Regions from separate parts of the Mus musculus genome. Here all the other regions are linked to region 2. The links are chromatin contacts, called in public Hi-C maps. All regions are on one chromosome and are shown on one strand. The core of a region is the stretch at or near the end of the contact, and the rest is flanking DNA. Distances in the headings are between cores, read along the strand shown. Region 1 overlaps Gnas (GNAS (guanine nucleotide binding protein, alpha stimulating) complex locus). Region 2 overlaps Gm46781 (a long non-coding RNA gene). Region 3 overlaps Gnas (GNAS (guanine nucleotide binding protein, alpha stimulating) complex locus).

The links. A called contact is a pair of places that touch in the nucleus more often than the background predicts.
Region 1: a contact with region 2 is called in a Hi-C map of CD8 T cells, with 4 times the contacts expected there. The contact joins two enhancer-like sites. A contact is called at or near these places in 5 of 39 promoter capture datasets (the C10 cell line, the HPC-7 cell line, cranial neural crest and 1 more), 27 of 484 Hi-C or Micro-C datasets (B cells, CD4 T cells, CD8 T cells and 19 more), 13 of 115 datasets of contacts at active chromatin or transcription factors (the 230-238 cell line, DN3 thymocytes, T-cell acute lymphoblastic leukemia and 10 more) and 3 of 9 other capture datasets (adipose tissue, liver and pancreatic islet).
Region 3: a Hi-C map of the HPC-7 cell line shows a contact between it and region 2, with 2.0 times the contacts expected there. The contact joins two enhancer-like sites. A contact is called at or near these places in 1 of 15 datasets of contacts at CTCF or cohesin (pro-B cells), 23 of 484 Hi-C or Micro-C datasets (the C10 cell line, CD4 T cells, CD8 T cells and 17 more), 7 of 115 datasets of contacts at active chromatin or transcription factors (the 230-238 cell line, DN3 thymocytes, T-cell acute lymphoblastic leukemia and 4 more) and 2 of 9 other capture datasets (adipose tissue and liver).

Annotation. Positions count from the first base shown.
Region 1 is chr2:174,332,386-174,335,085 of GRCm38.p6, forward strand. It overlaps Gnas (GNAS (guanine nucleotide binding protein, alpha stimulating) complex locus), which reads left to right. Exons shown (of 12, transcript NM_010309.4): 2 at 1,827-1,899. Among named protein-coding and RNA genes, the nearest start is that of Gm30189, 6.3 kb to the left of the region's middle. Within about 2 kb of position 1,291, at least 45 of the 459 cell types and tissues checked have an H3K27ac peak or open chromatin away from gene starts, as enhancers often do. A contact at or near this core is called in CD8 T cells, CD8 central memory T cells, group 2 innate lymphoid cells and 1 more, where this site is marked.
Region 2 is chr2:174,601,205-174,603,904 of GRCm38.p6, forward strand. Gm46781 (a long non-coding RNA gene) reads right to left here. Exons shown (of 2, transcript XR_003953979.1): 2 at 1,608-2,069. It also overlaps a transcript of Zfp831 not described here. Among named protein-coding and RNA genes, the nearest start is that of Gm46781, 4.5 kb to the right of the region's middle. Within about 2 kb of position 1,272, at least 105 of the 459 cell types and tissues checked have an H3K27ac peak or open chromatin away from gene starts, as enhancers often do. A contact at or near this core is called in CD8 T cells, CD8 central memory T cells, the HPC-7 cell line and 2 more, where this site is marked.
Region 3 is chr2:174,310,089-174,312,788 of GRCm38.p6, forward strand. All of the region lies in intron 1 of Gnas (GNAS (guanine nucleotide binding protein, alpha stimulating) complex locus), which reads left to right. Among named protein-coding and RNA genes, the nearest start is that of Gnas, 14 kb to the left of the region's middle. Within about 2 kb of position 1,308, at least 37 of the 459 cell types and tissues checked have an H3K27ac peak or open chromatin away from gene starts, as enhancers often do. A contact at or near this core is called in the HPC-7 cell line, where this site is marked.

The DNA of each region.
Region 1 (2,700 bases), core at 41-2,540, 270 kb before region 2:
GTTCTGAGCCCACCTTGCCTCCTTTCAAGTCTCTGGTCTACATGGCTGCATTGTGCCACAATTAATTGATGACCTTTGGCACAGAAATCTGTTGCCCTGGCTATTGGCGACATTTTACATTTCTTAAAAATGAAATAATTACCCACAAAGGAAACTTAATACCCCCAACTTCCTTTTCTTTAACCCATTTTAACTTCTATCAGGTAAATTAAGTAAATTTGCAGAACCACAAAACAAACAAAAGCCTGGCAGTTATTTTTCAGCCCAGTTTTCTATTCTTACAAAAGTGGAAACTGAGGCACGGATCTAGTTCTGTCTCTGAAAAAAACCTGGTGTCACAAATGTTCCCATTTCTGAGGGTGGAGTGCTGAGGGACCTGATGAGTCCTCTGTTTCCTTCATGGAAGCCTCCCAATATTGCCTTTTATATTTAATTTATGAGAATTTTGCTCATTAGGATGGTGTTTGCTTTGAAATCAATGCTGCTGTGGAAACCAATTTTAACTTTTACAAATCTTGCTTATGGACTTGTGGAGGGGTGGAAAAGAGGAGGGGTGAAGAAATGGAGGGGTGGAGAATTTCGGGGAGGGGGAGTGTTGAACTGAATAGGGTGGGGGAGTGAATGCCTTTCTATCTGGGCACCAAAACAGAAACAATATGGAGAAAAAGAACAAGATTTTTTTAAAAATTAGATTGTTGTGGGAGGAGGGGAAAAACCATTCCCACAGGGAATACGGGCTGAAGAGTACATTTGCAGAAACTTGGTGGAAATGGGGTGGGGCTGGAGGGTCCTCCAAATACTACCTATGAAAGAAAGAAAGAAAGAAAGAAAGAAAGAAAGAAAGAAAGAAAGAAAGGTGATTTAAAATGGAGGCCTGTGTTCCTATTTACTTCCTTAGTTGGGGAAAGCCTAGAATCTTCTTATTCAGGACCTTCCAGGAATATTTGTGCATATAATTAAAGTCTTATCCTTTTTTTTTTTTAAACTCTTGGTACTGTTGAAGTTGCATGTTGCCTGATGCTCATGAGGTCTCAAGTGCCATGTTTGATAACGAAATGTGTTTATTTTTTGTTTTTTGCTTTTTTTTTTTTTGCTCCCCCGCCCCCCGCTCCCGCCCCTCTGCTGCTGACAGATAATTGATGGTCTACCATTTCCCTCTGCAACATGGTGGTTGTATCCAGAGAAAAATGTATCTTTAGAAAGATTCCTTTTGCAGGGGAAGGGAGTGGATACAGTGGATACAGTGTAGCCCTGTGGTTTTAGGGTGGACCTGAAGCATGCTTGAGAGCAGCTGCATTGTGGCGTTGGGAGGGAGGTGCTGCAGCGGGGCGTGATAGTGGGAGACTGCAGTGTCTAGGCATTGTCTGCCATTCCTAAGTATTTTAACCATAAAATGACTAACAAACAGGAAATTAGGTGGCTGCTGCATAGAGTACCTTTGACCACATTTCAATACTAAATTCACAGTTTTGACTTAAAATTTTCACCCTTCCAGTGACAATTACGTCATTCCTTCATCGCCTCATGAGTTTAAAAAACCCAAAGAGAAAACAAAACAACAACAACAAAACTCAAAAGGGAAAAAAAAAGCTATTTAAAAACAGCAGAGCCCTTAATTCTTGCTTGTTACTCTATGGTGAGATACTTCAGGTAGATGCTATGTTGGATGTGTCTGTTGTTTTTCACTGCGTCGTCATGTGAAGGAGGTTTGCAGTTGTGTCATTGTGTGTCTGTTGTGTGCTGCTTCTGCTGCTTTCCAAGGCCATCATCCAGGTGAAGTGTGACAAGCCTGTTTCTTAACCCACGCCCTCACTTTCCTTTCTCAGGTGCTGGAGAGTCTGGCAAAAGCACCATTGTGAAGCAGATGAGGATCCTGCATGTTAATGGGTTTAACGGAGAGTAAGTGTCAAATCTGAGCAGGGCACTGAGCAGGACAGGTGGTATGGACCTGGCCTGCAGGAGACAGGACGTTTGAAGGAGTGTATACTAACCTCTAGAAAGCACAGCTGCTAATTGCCACTAATCATTTTTTTCTAATTTGCATATTAGACAGCCCAAGAAAGAGCTGATGGGTGCACCCCCACACCCTTCTCAACCTTTGGGGCAACAAATAGGAATAAGAGTAGAAGCACCGGTGTCCACCCAAAGCAGCCCCTCGCGCTGGAACATGGTGCCTGGTTGCAGAGGACAGTGAACAGCACTTGGCCGGGTGACAGCGTCTCTGAGGCCAGGTCCTCTGCGGCCGCAGCCTCGCCTGCTGCAGTGCAGCTCCAACATGGCCGACGGGCCTTGGCCACCCCTTGGCCAGCCAGAGCTGGCCAGCACAGGAGGTTCCCACCCACCACCCTGCAGGTTTCACTGGAGTCAACTGGTGTAGGGTTTTGTACTCTCAGGAAAACATCTTTTCAGTTACATCTTCACTTAAAAATTGGAATCCACAACCCTTGCCGACAGGCTCTAAGCTTCCGAGTCCCTCCCTGCTTCAGAATTGGTGGGATAGGCAGAGACTTATTTCTCTAATTAAAAAAAAAAATCAATACTTCTACCTGAACAACTGAAAAGGAGGTATGAAAATGGCGCAGAGACAGGGAGTTAGCTACTTCTGCCCAATCCAGGAGCTGTTTTGCCTTTGAAATGACCTTCCTGGCTTAAGACAATATGGCGAGGCAATACCACAGTGAGAGTGACGATTTTTCTTAA
Region 2 (2,700 bases), core at 22-2,521:
AAGGGGGCTAGATGGATGCTATAGGCGGGGCACACTGTTCATGAGGGACAGATGCGAAGGACAGGTCTCCATTAGTTATGAAATCCTCTGGTCCCTTCTAGGCTAGCCATACTTGAACCACAGGTACACAGTTACATCTTGGTGAAGCCAAGAGGAAAATGGTTTTTCGAGGTGCCTGGCCTCTGTTGGAGGTCTGACCATAGCATGCCATTAGCAACCTGTGAGAGCCCAAGGGGTTACTTCAGTGCCCCAGCTGCTGTGGATGCTTAGGGTTTAACCATTCACATGGAAGCAGACATGGTGGAAACATATGTTCCCAGAAGGAAGATCTGTCTCATGAAGGTGGTGGGGGCAGGGAAAAGTGATGCCTTGTGTTACGTCATCTTTGCAACTTGCCCGAAGGGTGGGGCCTGCCCAGTGCTACTTTATGGGAAGAATGTGGAGTCTTGTGTTTTAAGTTTTGGATTTTTATCTCTCAATACACTCCATGATCTATCCTCTGGTCTTACCGTACAATTCCTCTTCTTCACAAATCTCGAAGGAAACTGTCACTCTTGGGTGAGCCACATGTTTTCTAATAGTGTCCCTGTTCCCCAGGGTGAAAAGCTTGTCCTGGCAAAGCCCTTAGATGCAGAGCTCTCCCTAGTTACCACACATGGCTCATAGGCAAGCTTGACGGGCGTTCTCTAGTCTTTCCTGGTTCTCAGGTAGCCTAGGATGGTCCGGAACGTGCTACATAGTTGAGAATGACCTAGACAGTCTGATCTTCCTGCTGCCACCTTCTGATGGTGGGATGACAGGTGTGCTATGCACTCTGCAGATCACAAACCCAGGGCCTGATGCATGCTAGACAAGCGCTCTACCAACTGAGCCACACTTCCATCCCTGGCTCCTTCAGTCATGGCTCTGAGGAGCCAGTAGAACTGGGGCTTAACCTCAGATGCTGAGCTCTGCCCCATCCTGCATGGTGCCTAGCTTAGATAAAGACTTAAAGACTGTAATGGAGTAAGTCTAGCATCATACCGAATATGAATCAAGGAAAGCAGAATGCAGCCTGACGGAGAGCTCTCTGTAGATAACCATGGGGCTGGATTCCTGCTCCAGCCCCTGGACTGACACAGCCTGGCCCACATGCAGCCCCCTTCCACCACCAGCCCTCCCGCCCCAAGCTGTAGCCCCTGCCACAGCTTGCCTCTTCCTCTGTGACCTGCCACAGGCCTCACATCCTGTGAGGAGGCCCTAGAAACCAGTTCTGTTGATGAAAACACTCGCGCTCTTCACCACAGGAAGCATGGGCCTCACGTTCACAGTGATAACCGCCCAGTCTCTTCACAGAGAGTAGAGGGGAGCACAGACTAGCTTTGTACCTAGATTAGGAAGCATGTGTTCCCTCCCCTCCCCCTCAACAATTCTCAATTCACCTCACATGAAGCCTCCTGCCCCCCCTGCTTCCTATCCGAGAGTAGGAAGCAGGACATTTGGGAAACAGAGACCATGTCCCCCAGAGCTTTGTAAGAACAGTAAGAAAACAGGATATTAGTAATGACAGGAGCCCCCTGGCCTCGGCCCCAGGTAAGGCGTTTAGATAAAAATCTAGGACACCCGGCTAAATTTTAAATTTCAATTAAACAGTGACTATTGTCTTGATACAAGAAGGTCGTATAGAAGCAGTTCTTCCTAAAACACTACTCAACTGTTCCCAGGAAATATCAATTTAACTAAGAGTCCTGTAGTTTTGAGTTTGTGACAACTAGTCACTGAGGCCTAGGGAACCGACTTCTTCACCCAGAGGCCGTTCTGAGCCCTGTGCTGCAAATCAAGAGCTCCCTCCATGCAAGCAATACTTCACTCTGGACATTTTACATCGGGAGTTTTTGTACAGAGCTGTCTTGGTATGCATTGTCCAGAGGAGAAACTGAGGCTGTGAGGCTGTGCGAGTTGCTGAAGTGATCTGATCTGATCTGCCAGCTCCTAGACCGTCTCCATGCGTAGTACTCACTGGCAGTGGGTGGGCGAGCGGCGGCGCCAACTTCAGAGAGGCAGTAATAACAGGTTAGCTTGGGAAAGCTCTGTGCAGAGATGGGAAGGGTTGTGTCAACACATGCAAATTATATGCAAATACACTTGGCCCTCCTGGCAGGCTCACCTAGGTGGGAGATCCATGAGCAGTCCCCCATTGCCCATGGGCTTCTAACAGGGGCAAGGGTAACAGGTTGATAGCCCCTTGTGTTCCCAGCGCACGTGGGCTGGGGTGAGTGCACACCCGAGTTCTCGTGTTCTCTCTTCTCGGATGTGGATGTGAGGGGGCTGGTGTGGAGGTGGATACATGAGGCTATGGGGCGTGGTGATGTGTGCGTGACCTGCCACCTTGATCTGTGTATTCCCAGCAAGCCACAGGGCTCCTGTCTCCTCAGATAACCTCCTCCAAAGCTTTGGTGTTGCTCTATGGAGAGAAGGAAGCATCCCCTTGGGACTGTGTCTACTGAGATGCCCTAGGACCAGAGAGAGTCCTTGGAGGATAATCCTTTTCTCAACAATACTACAATTAGCATTGATGCTATACCTGGCCCTGCGGCTAATGCTGTGTACTTAATTATCCAGGCCTGGGGTTTGTGTTGCCCTGAGGAAATTCAGTGGGTAGGTAGAGTCACTTGACCACACTTAATGGCAAAGTAAGCAGAGAACAAGTCCACAGCTGCT
Region 3 (2,700 bases), core at 58-2,557, 290 kb before region 2:
TGCTCTTAGGAGGAGAGCACAGAAGGTCATTTTGTTTTGCCAAGCAGATATGCAAGTGAGGATTTAAGATGTACACTTAGGAGGGAATCCCACTTTCTAGTGGGAGTATTTGGAAATGTTCCATGTTATCACTTTCCTATGTTGTCTCAATGGGGAAGAAAGTCCAATAGTTGGGGGAGTGGTGTACAGAGAATCTCCAGTGTTTGCAGAGGGTCCTAGGATGATGGAGAGAGCACTGGTTTAAGCTCAGGGGTTTTGCTGGGACCTTGGTTGATTCTAACACTTGAGTTTAGAGTTCCATGTGCTTGCTTGCCAAGTGATGTCCAGGAAAGACTGATGATACATCTTGAAGTATTCAAGCTTACCTGAGGTTCTGCCATGGCCAAAGAGGTACCAAATTTCATGAGTTCCTTTAAGAGGAAGCCAGAAACTTCCCATGTCTCCCAGGTCTATGTGTATGAAGTACTCACAAGGGGTTTTAGGCCAGGAACATCTGGAGAAAGTGGGGCACAGAGTAGAAACTCAATTTATTTGGCAGACAAATCTAAAACCAATGTAGCGAAAGCTCACCCCCAGACTCAAGGTGCCCAGAAGTAAAACACTTTCACCCGGGGGAGTCCTTGAGGTAGCTCCCAGCGGGAGGAAGGAAGGAAGAGCCTGATTGCCTTAAGTAGAAAAGGGAGCCCATCTCATTTGCACCCCAAGTTCACAGCAGGAGGGAGGAAACAAAAGGTCCTGGGGCATTTTACCTGTTTGTTCTTTTCCTGTTCTCTCTCTCTTCTTGTTTTATTTTTCTTTTCATTTTCAGATTTTTTTCTTTTAAAGTAGGATCTTTTTCTAGGGAGAACCTTTCTGAGCCAGAATTTATAAAATACATATATACTTTAAAGGAAAGAAGGGAGCCCACTGTTTAGGGCTGGGAAGTAGGAAAATCGAAACAAAGGAGGGCTGTTCAGAACTGGCTGGCAGATGGCGCTCCGAGTTTACAATTGAGAGCCTGGTGTTAGAAAATTCAAGCCTGCGCCTGCTTCAGGCAGCCCCCTCCCTTTATCTTCCTTCCCAGGGACGTAGCTCCGCCCCAGGCCTAAGAATGTGTTGTTTTGGGTTTTTTTTGTTGTTGTTGTTGCTTTTTGTTTAAGGTTTCAGGACAGCAATTGATATCTGGTGACAAGTATCCCCACTTTGTAGACCTTAGGAGGTCAGAAAGATAAAATACAGTGGGGTGCAAACCTGGAAGCCCCTTCTCTCCCCCCCGCTTTGGCTTTCTGTGTAACAGTGCTAAGCTCTCCTTCTGCCAGGAACAGTTCTGAGACCCTAAACATCCTTCTGTCTTTTGGGGAAAAGGTTGGGGGTGGGGTTCTTTCCCAGTTTAGAATCTTTTAATTCTGTTAGGAGAACTTTTAAATAGAAGGTGTTGGTTAGCATCTCTGCTCCCCCCAGGTATAACACACACACACACACACACACTCTCTCTCTCTCTCTCTCTCTCTCTCTCTCTCTCTCACACACACACACACACACACCTTTGTCCTTACCAAAATGGCAGGTGGTGTAGGAAAAACATCTTAGGCCATCTTTTGTCCTTTAACAAATGACTATTTCTGGGTCCCCTGCCTGGAGCTATCTTGTGTAGCAGCAGAGGTCACAAAGTTCATCCCTTTTCACCCAGCCAAGGGCTGGAAAAGAAATGCATACATAAGGACTAGGTCCCAAAGACAGTGCTTTGTACTTGCCCTGATCCCACTGCCCTGCCTCCTCCACAGCTACTGAGGAAGGTACATGGGCCTTCCTAGAAGGGGCTGCAGACTCTGCTGGGAACTTACCCTCGGCCACTAAGGCCAGCCTTAGTACTTCATTCTCCATAGCTTCTTCTATTTCTCTTCTAAAATGTAACAATCAGAGAAATAAGATACAAAATATTAGTTCAGGCTAACATTTCTGTACTCTGCTAGTCAATTCTTTTCAAACTTTGTTACAACTTTCCTTCTCTCTTGCCCGCTTTTGTTTATCTTTTGTTTTCTTTTCCTGAAGGTTTAAAAGGGTGTTTTTTTCCATTTCTTTTCTTTCTTTCCTTCTTTCTTTTCTTTTTCTTTTTCTTTCTTTCTTTTTTGATTCTTTACCCCCACTTTCAGGGCTTCTGATATGTGAACTTCAAGGCTGTCCCCAGGTGTTAGTGATATGGGTATAGGTAAGCAGCCTGTTCTAGTACCGATGGGCCTACCCACCAGAGGTCAGCAAAGAGCTCAGAATAGCTGGGTCTGCTTGCAAATGTGGGAACTGGTAGAATTCTCTAGATCAAATGTAGACAACCTAAACAGAAAACCGCCCCATATTTCAAAGGTGGGGGTGGGTGGGGAGGAGGGATCATCCTGTCTTGGGTCCCTGGGCACTTAGTTTGAACACACTGGAGGGGATGAAGTTTTGATCTGCTGTGATTTGATGGCGTTCTTTCTCAGACCAACTCCAAGCACACAAATCCTTGCCTTAACAGGTACCTCACCCTCCTAGAGCCCCTAATCCCGTCTGGGGACACAATGCCCACTTTCACTTCCCACAGGACTGAAAACTTTCCCATGCCTCAGAGTTGGCCTGGCCCTTTTTCTTTTAGGAGTAATGTTATTGTTAAAATGAAGTCATAAGATTATAACCCCGCCCCTAGCCCTGACCCCCAGCCCCAAACCTCACTCCAGCCCCTGCCCT